2 separate regions of the Mus musculus genome follow, and region 2 is linked to region 1. The links are chromatin contacts, called in public promoter capture Hi-C maps. All regions are on one chromosome and are shown on one strand. Each heading gives the region's core, a stretch centred on a gene start, on an enhancer-like site or on the middle of the called end of the contact. The rest is flanking DNA. Distances are from core to core; before and after follow the strand shown.

The links. Promoter capture Hi-C pulls out the DNA fragments that hold promoters and counts their contacts.
Region 2: a promoter capture Hi-C map of pre-B cells shows a contact between it and region 1. The contact joins the promoter of Rhpn2 here to the promoter of Gpi1 in region 1. A contact is called at or near these places in 7 of 39 promoter capture datasets (the C10 cell line, cranial neural crest, frontonasal cranial neural crest and 3 more), 2 of 484 Hi-C or Micro-C datasets (B cells and CD4 T cells), 2 of 115 datasets of contacts at active chromatin or transcription factors (astrocytes and pancreatic cancer cells) and 2 of 9 other capture datasets (adipose tissue and liver).

The regions. Positions count from the first base shown.
Region 1 is chr7:34,228,191-34,231,983 of GRCm38.p6, reverse strand. Gpi1 (glucose-6-phosphate isomerase 1) reads left to right here and starts at 1,648. Exons shown (of 18, transcript NM_008155.4): 1 at 1,648-1,892; 2 at 2,611-2,701; 3 at 2,988-3,056. The coding sequence starts at 1,771. It overlaps Gm12762 (a long non-coding RNA gene), which reads left to right. Exons shown (of 2, transcript XR_881947.3): 2 at 1-802.
Region 2 is chr7:35,332,648-35,336,440 of GRCm38.p6, reverse strand. Rhpn2 (rhophilin, Rho GTPase binding protein 2) reads right to left here and starts at 2,204. Exons shown (of 15, transcript NM_027897.4): 1 at 2,030-2,204. The coding sequence starts at 2,098.

The DNA.
Region 1 (3,793 bases), core at 399-2,898:
CAGTTCCTGTGTTTTGGGTTTTTTTTAGACGTGATGGCTTCAGATTCCTATGTTGCTGACCCTGGCCTTGAACTCTCGATCTTCCTGCCTTTCCTCCCTTCATGCTGGGATTATAGTGCCACCCCAGTGCCTGCCACCCCAGTGCTAGATGTCCAGCACTGTTTGGGAAGCTTAGCAAGTATCAAGACTTACACATATTTCCCGCAGTCCCCCGCAAACACTTCACCTCACCTACTCGTCCTCATTTGAAGTCTCCCTTGTCCCTCGGACTTGTGGATAAGAATCCAGTTTTTCTAGGAAGTTGGATCCTAAAGTGCATATCTTGCCCTTTCTCTCTAGGCGATTATGGATCCCTCACTCATTCCATCCTCTATGTCCGTCTCCTCCTGCTTGACTGAAGCTCCCTCCCTCAGGACCTGCTTTAGCTCACTGAGCTAACTGATCCATTAGGCAGTGTGTCAGATAAAGTCCCTGCTCCATGTGGACTTGTTCAGTGGCTCCTCATCTCTAAACAGAAATCAAAATTCTCACAATGATTTGTAAGCCACTGGGTGAATTCCCTTCTCTAATGTCACCTCTATGACTTCTTCCCCTAATCTGCTCCACTCCAGCCACATGTGTCTTCTGTTTGTGGGACATCTATGGGTGCTGTTTGTGGGACATCTATGGGTGCTCTTGTCTCAGACTTTGCAGTGTCTTTTCCCTTTGACTGAACACTTTCCTTCCAGGTAGCCAACTGGCTCATTTCTTCCCCTTCATGCTTTTACTCAAATATAATAAAGAGTGAATTTTTTTTTCTTAACCATTTAGTTAAAGGAAATGCTTATTTCCAACCTGCCTTTAAATATATATACATATAATTTCATTTTTATTGTGTGGTGGATATTTTATTAATTATGTGTGGGAGTGGACATACAATTTTTATTATGTGTGTGGGGTGGGTATATAATTTTAGCATTAATTATGTGTGGGGTGGGTATGAGCATAAGGATGCAAGTGCCATTGGTATTCCCATTGGTTGCAGCGGGAGTTACAGGCAGTTATGAGTACTGGGAACCCAATTCAGGTCCTCTGCAAGGGAACTATGTGTTCTTAACCACAGTTTCATCTCTGGGGCTTCATCCAGTTTGCCTCTTCTCAGGAGCACTTGCCAGCTCTGAAATCCCATAAATTCTATTTACTTATTTGGCTTACGTACCCACAACACTTGCTTTAGTACCTCTAACCAGGAAGGCATTCCATAAAGTTCTGCTAAATTGGGCTCAGCCGGTAAGAGCACTCAACTACTCTTCCGAAGGTCCTGAGTTCAAATCCCAGCAAACACATCCGTAAGGAGATCCGACTCCTTCTTCTGGAGTGTCTGAAGACAGCTAGAGTGTACTTACATATAGTAAATAAATTCTTTAAAAAAAAAAAGTTCTGCTGAATTGAATACATGAATGAATGAAAGAAGCAAGCGGATCTGGCACGAGAAACTCCGCCTCTGCCCTTCAAGTCACTTCCGAACAGAAGCCAGCCAAGGTTCATCGCAAGTGGCCACACTTGTGTTACAGAGAGGCCAGCAGAGGCCCCCAGATCTACAGCTGCCGGCAAGGTCGCCTAGCGGACGCGGAGGACAGAGGTGGGGCGGGGCCGGAGGCGGGGCGGGGTCGGACGCCTGCGCCATAAAGCCCGCTGCGCGCACTGGTACCGACTTGCCGCGCGCCGCCGCTCCTCTTTCCTTCCTCTTCCGAGCACGTCCTGCTCCGTGTACCTCTCGGGTCCCTCGCCATGGCTGCGCTCACCCGGAACCCGCAGTTCCAGAAGCTCCTGGAGTGGCACCGCGCGAACTCTGCCAACCTCAAGCTGCGCGAACTTTTTGAGGCGGATCCGGAGCGCTTCAACAACTTCAGGTGCACGCACGGGGTCGGGGCTCCCGTGACCCCCCCCCCCCCAGCAGCCCTGCAGGGCCCAGGCCGGGGCCGCACTTTGTCCTTGATGCCTCCTTGGAGTGGGTTTTGGGACCCGCGTGCTAGCCAGAGGGCCGAGGCTGCTTAGTCATTAGGAGGAATCGGCTCCTCCTTGGGGATCCCTTCGCCCCCGCCTCTCAGTCTCAGCCATTTGAGTAGGGATTTCTAACCACCCATGAGGAGGAGCAGCCGCTGCTGGCTCGACAGGCACGAGAGAGCTGTCCCCTCCCACCTGCTCCTAGTGGGCTTTGGTCAGACAGGGTGGGTAAGGCTGAGATTTCCTGGGAGCCACGGTGTAAAAATAGAGCGGCGGAGGCAGGATGCAGAGGCCAGAGAGACTTGTGAGCGACTGCGAAATAGAAGGGAGGGTGGAAGAAATCGTACATGTGATGCATCTTCGTGCCTTGTCACTGATGCCAGGAGGCGAGGGACCTGGGATGACCACCTGTGGTTCCTCACTGGACGTCCCTGATACCTCTCCCTGGGTGTTTCCTTGTAAGTTTGAGATGTGGAGCTTGAAGGGGGAAGTTCTGCCCAGGATCTGTCTACATCTTCTTTCTGTGGCGTGGCTTCCTACACTACTTAACACTGCTACAGGTCAGCCTTTGTGGCCAGGCACTGCCGCTGGGGTGTGACCAGCAGCGTCTCCATCTTTCTGCAGCTTGAACCTCAACACCAACCATGGGCATATTCTGGTGGACTACTCCAAGAACCTTGTGAACAAGGAGGTGATGCAGATGCTGGTGGAGCTGGTAATGTTCTGACTGGGGAGTTGTGATCTCTGGGTTGGGTTGTGGGTGGGGGCTGCGCTTTGTTTTGGGTTCTAGGTCCCGGTGTGGAGTTGGTATCCCAGGGATCTCCAGGCCCCCTGCTGATTGAGCAGACTCTTTGAAGATGCTGGAAAAGGAATCTGTCTATGAAGAACATCTGTCAGCCTCAAGGGGGGGGGGGAGTGGGGGGGGAGGGGGGCTGGACTTGTGATAGGTGATGAGGATGGGGGATGGGATACAAGACCTCAGCAGTGGCTTCTCTCCCTAGGCCAAGTCCAGAGGCGTGGAGGCTGCACGGGACAACATGTTCAGTGGTTCCAAGATCAACTACACCGAGGTAAGCAGTTACACCCGCCGCCCCCCCCCCCTCTTCCTCCTCTTTGCCGACCGTTATCAGCATCGCCCTGTGTCTTCACCCTTGCTCTTAAGCAATGCTTTTGCCTCACGAAGGTGCTAAAGGCTTTTCTTTGGGGGCAAGAGAGGTTGCAGAGCTTTGGGGTGTGATTTCTCTGAGACTGGCAGCCTGGACTTGGCAATCAAATTGGCACAGTTCCTGGTGTCCAGGGAGGGGCACAACCCAAGCCTGAAGGGAGGGATTTGCTTAAGGCTGGCTGAGACATGGCTGAGACATTTTCTTGGACAACTTCAACCTTGATACTCTGATGGATCCTTGCTACAGGTTGTTCTAGTGACAAGAAAAATCATGTCACCAAAGCCCTTAGTTTCTTTGACAGTGGAATGAATAAGAGGTGAGAGTATGACAGCGGTTGGGAAACCCTGGCCCTGACTTGGTGGGGAAGCCTGCAGGCATAGGAGACACTCTGCACTGAGAATTCTCAGTGTTGATATTTTTTTCCTTTTAATTATGAGTGTGTGGGTGTGTGTACATAAGTACAGGTGCCTACAGAGCTGTCAGATTCTCCCGGAACTTCAGTTAGAGATGGTTGGGAGCCACCCAGTGTGTGTACTGGGAATCCAACCCCGGCTTTTTAGAAGAGTATTTTGGTTGGTTGGTTGGCTTTTGAGACAGGGTTTCTCTGTGTAGCCCTGACCAGGCTGGCCTCGAACTCATAA
Region 2 (3,793 bases), core at 955-3,454, 1.1 Mb before region 1:
GCAGGGCCCCTTCTCCATCTCCTTCACCTGTCTAACCTCCACAGTTCATTCATCTGTCATATGACTTACATCAAACTGGCTCAGGGCACAGATTAGAAAAACGTACCCCAACCCTTTTATTTTCCTGATACAAAAGGCAGCACTCTGCAGACTGGCATGATTTAACTCAGACACAACACAATTGCAGTGACAAGGGTTTCAATTCTGCACAGATGTTAGTTGTAAAATTCATCAGCCAGCATCAGAGAAACTGCACCTGAGAAATACCCAAAGAACTGGAGAAACGGCTCAGTGGTCAGTTAGGCTTGCTTACTGTTCCTGCAGAGGACCCTAGTTTGGTTCCTAGCACTCATATTAAGTGGAAGTTCGCAACTACTTGTAATTCCAGTTCTAGGACATTTGGTCTTCTCTTCTGGCCTCCAAGGCGTGTGAGCGTGCATGCACATACACATACACTTAAATCTTTAAAAAACATTCAGGCTCCAATCTTTTCCCTTCCCCACCCACATCCTCTCCTGAGATTCACTGCTCTGAATGGGTGCCACAGGAGAACTTGTTCTGAAAAGCTTGACGCCCTCCAGAGTATATTTCATCCTCTCTGACTTCCTGCCTTCTCCCCACCAAGAAGCTGCCACAGGTCCACCAAGCCATCTGTTCAGAAGACAAACAATCTAGCAAGAACTGATATCCCACAAAGAGACAGCAACTTGCTGGAGGCTGTAAAGCAATTTTGTGGGGGTGGCAGCCAGGCCCTAGGGCCTTAGGTTGGACATCTTGAGATTCCCAGGCCAAGCAACCTCCTGCAATTCTGGCCTGTGATCCTCTGGCCCAAATGCCACACATAATTAGAAGTTATAATCCTGTAATTCCATGATGACATCTTTCAACTTAAATATACTTTAAAACTTTTTTAAATGCCAAAAGGAACTTTAAAAATTGCCCACTGTCCCCACCTGTCTCCAGATTTCCCTCTTTTCTATTACTACTTCACGTGTGAGCAAAAGTTCTTTAAGATGCCAGAGTCCCGCGGGAGAAGGAAGCTGCCAAGCCCATTTACGAACAATTAAGAATTGATTGCTCTGTGGGAAGCAGTTTCACTTCCCTATTCATGACTGCTCGCTGCGCCTTCGATCGTATCAGTTAGAAAAATATCCACGACAATCTCTCAACCCACCAGGTGATCCTTGGCCAAAGTCCAAAAGCTATTTTTAGACTCTCTAGGGACCCAAGAGGAAGGTGAGGAGTCTGTCACAGTGATTCGCACCTCTAAAGTGCCTTTGAAAGCCAGCAGCTGTTGGGCAATCCCAGCACCGCTGTGGGCGCCTAATGGGGTCGCTTTTGAGGAACTGAGTTCCAGGGCGAAAGGCAGTCGCATTAATTGCCCAGGAGCGCCAAGACGTGCCAAGCGCGCAGAGTCCAGTCTCGCCCTCTCGGTCTCTCGGACAACCAAATACAGATAAATCCACTTTGGAAGAGTGAGACTCCGGTTCTCTGGCTCTCTTGGGCGAGGACAAACGAAGGGGCACGCCCGAGGTCCCCTTGCAGCATCCACTCTCCCTTACCAAGAAGTCGAAGGGGGCCAACGCTGAAAGCACTTGGGAGGCAAAAGAGCAAAACTCGCCCTCCAGATGCACCATGGCTAAGCGCTCGGGTGGAAACTGAGCTGCGGTATAAGTGCAGAGGGACCGACCGAGCTCGCCAGCGTGGCCAGGAGCTGGTCCTTTCCCCACCAGCGCGAGAAGCCTGGCAGGGCCATCCGGATCACCTCCCCAGGTTCCCACCTGCGTGTGGCTTGCCTGTGCACCTGCACGCCCCAGCCCGGCTGCCATCTGCTCGGGGCTCCAAGCCCCGCGCAATCAATCCCCTTTCGACCCCCCTTCTCCGCCCTTCGGCCCGCACCAACTCTGCGGGTCTCTCCCTTCTCCTTCCCCTCCCCCTCCAGTCCAAGCCGACCCCCGCCTCAAGCCCCTTCAGCACGCTCCGCAGTTTGCCAGGACAGAGAGAGAGGGTCTGTTGACTCGCCACTCACCTTTCGAAAGTAGTCGTCACCCTCTTTCTCCAGCGGCTGGGGAGCCGCGGGTAGCAGCGTATCGGTCATGCTGGCAGCGCGGGAGTCCAGGGTGAACTGAGGTGCAGTGGCTACTAAGGGCCCCAGGAGGCGCCGGGACCCGCCCCCGCTCCCGCCCCGACCAGCCAGCCGCCCTGCCGCCCCGCCCGAGCCCTAGAGCGCCAGATATCTGGAGCTCCGCCCCTCTTAGCAAGACCTGGACCTAGGCAGATCCCGAGCCTGGAACTCAGTTCTGCCACCTAGGCCCCGCCTTCAGCCTCCCAAGAGGCGAATCCCAAGCCCTACAGTTCCGCCCCCCGCATTTGCAGTCCTCCTGCATCCCAGAGTGAGCCCCACCCCTGATCTCTGGAGCCACGCCCCATCTCGCCTAGGCCCCGCCCCTCCACCATCCAGTCCTACCGGAGGCGGATACCTAACTCTGTAGCCTCGCCCCGCTCAACTAAGGCCCCGCCCACAACACGCACGGTCCTCCTCCAGCCCCGCCCGAGGCTGAAGCCAGAGCCCTGAAGCCCTGCCCTTGATTGTATAGACCGCGCCCCTGCCCCATGCAAGTGTTAAGTGCTGTCTGCCGCGAGTCTAGAATGGAGCTCTTGCTGAGCCTTCGATCTTAATCTGAGTGTTGTTCACAGCTCACTACCTTGTGAGCGTTAAGGTGGCGCAGCCAGCGGGATCGGGGTTTCAGCAAACGTAGCGAAACCCAAATTCGCCCTTTCTCTGGAGCCCTAGGAATAGTAAATGCAGAGAACTAAATACGTTTGCTTTCCCACTCAGGGACGCGGACATTCATGACCAGTTCATTCGCTGCTCGGAAGCTTTTAAAGGCTCTGGCCAGGAAGGACGGAAAGCTGTTTGCAGGAGAGGAGGCCTCCGAGCGCTTGGGTAGCAGAAGTCGTCGGGAGAGGGGGCCACCTACTGAGCAGGCTTTGTGCACAGGAATTCTGCAGGTGTCTTTAAGGATGCCAGAGTTCCCAAACTCGGTTTTCTCAGTTCTCAAGCCCAAGTGATTTTTTCTCTGGCTGGTCTCGTGTTATAGGTATCGATGTGGTTAGTACAGGAGTAGCAGGGGGTTCCTTAGGCTCGGGGTTCGCGGAACCTCCTACTGGAGAGTAGGTAAACTGGCGTCGGATATTGGTAGCACATCGGGCTACATCTGCAGGAGCCTAGAGCCCCCAGCCTGTAGACTCCTTCCTCACCGCCGCCACCACCACCAAAAAACACCTTTGTCTTCTGCCTTTGGAGGTCTGTGGGTCGCAGTGTAAACCTCAGATTCGGCTTTCAAAACTAACCAACCGTTTTCATGCTCTTTAAGAAGTGTTTTAGGGGCCAGGGGCGTTTAATTTCAGGACTCAGGAGGCAGAGACAAGCGGGTCTCAGAGCCAAGGCTACACAGAGAATCCTTGTCTCGAAAAACAAAAACAAACAACAAAAATGGTGTTAGTATGGCTGCAGAGGTGGCTCAGAGGATAAAAGTGCTTGCCGCTCAGCCTGACAACCTGAGTTCCATTCCCTGGAACCCATAGGGTAGAAGGTGCAAAAAAGAACTTCCACAGGTTCTCTGACCTCACACGTGCGCCATGGCACATGCATTCCCCCTCCAACCCCCCAGCAAACACACAAAATAAATAAATGTAAAAACATCGAAAGTAAATAAATATATATTTAGACGGTTCGAGAGGTTTAAAATAAGTTCTTGAAAATAAACAAAAGCAACAGCTTAACATACGT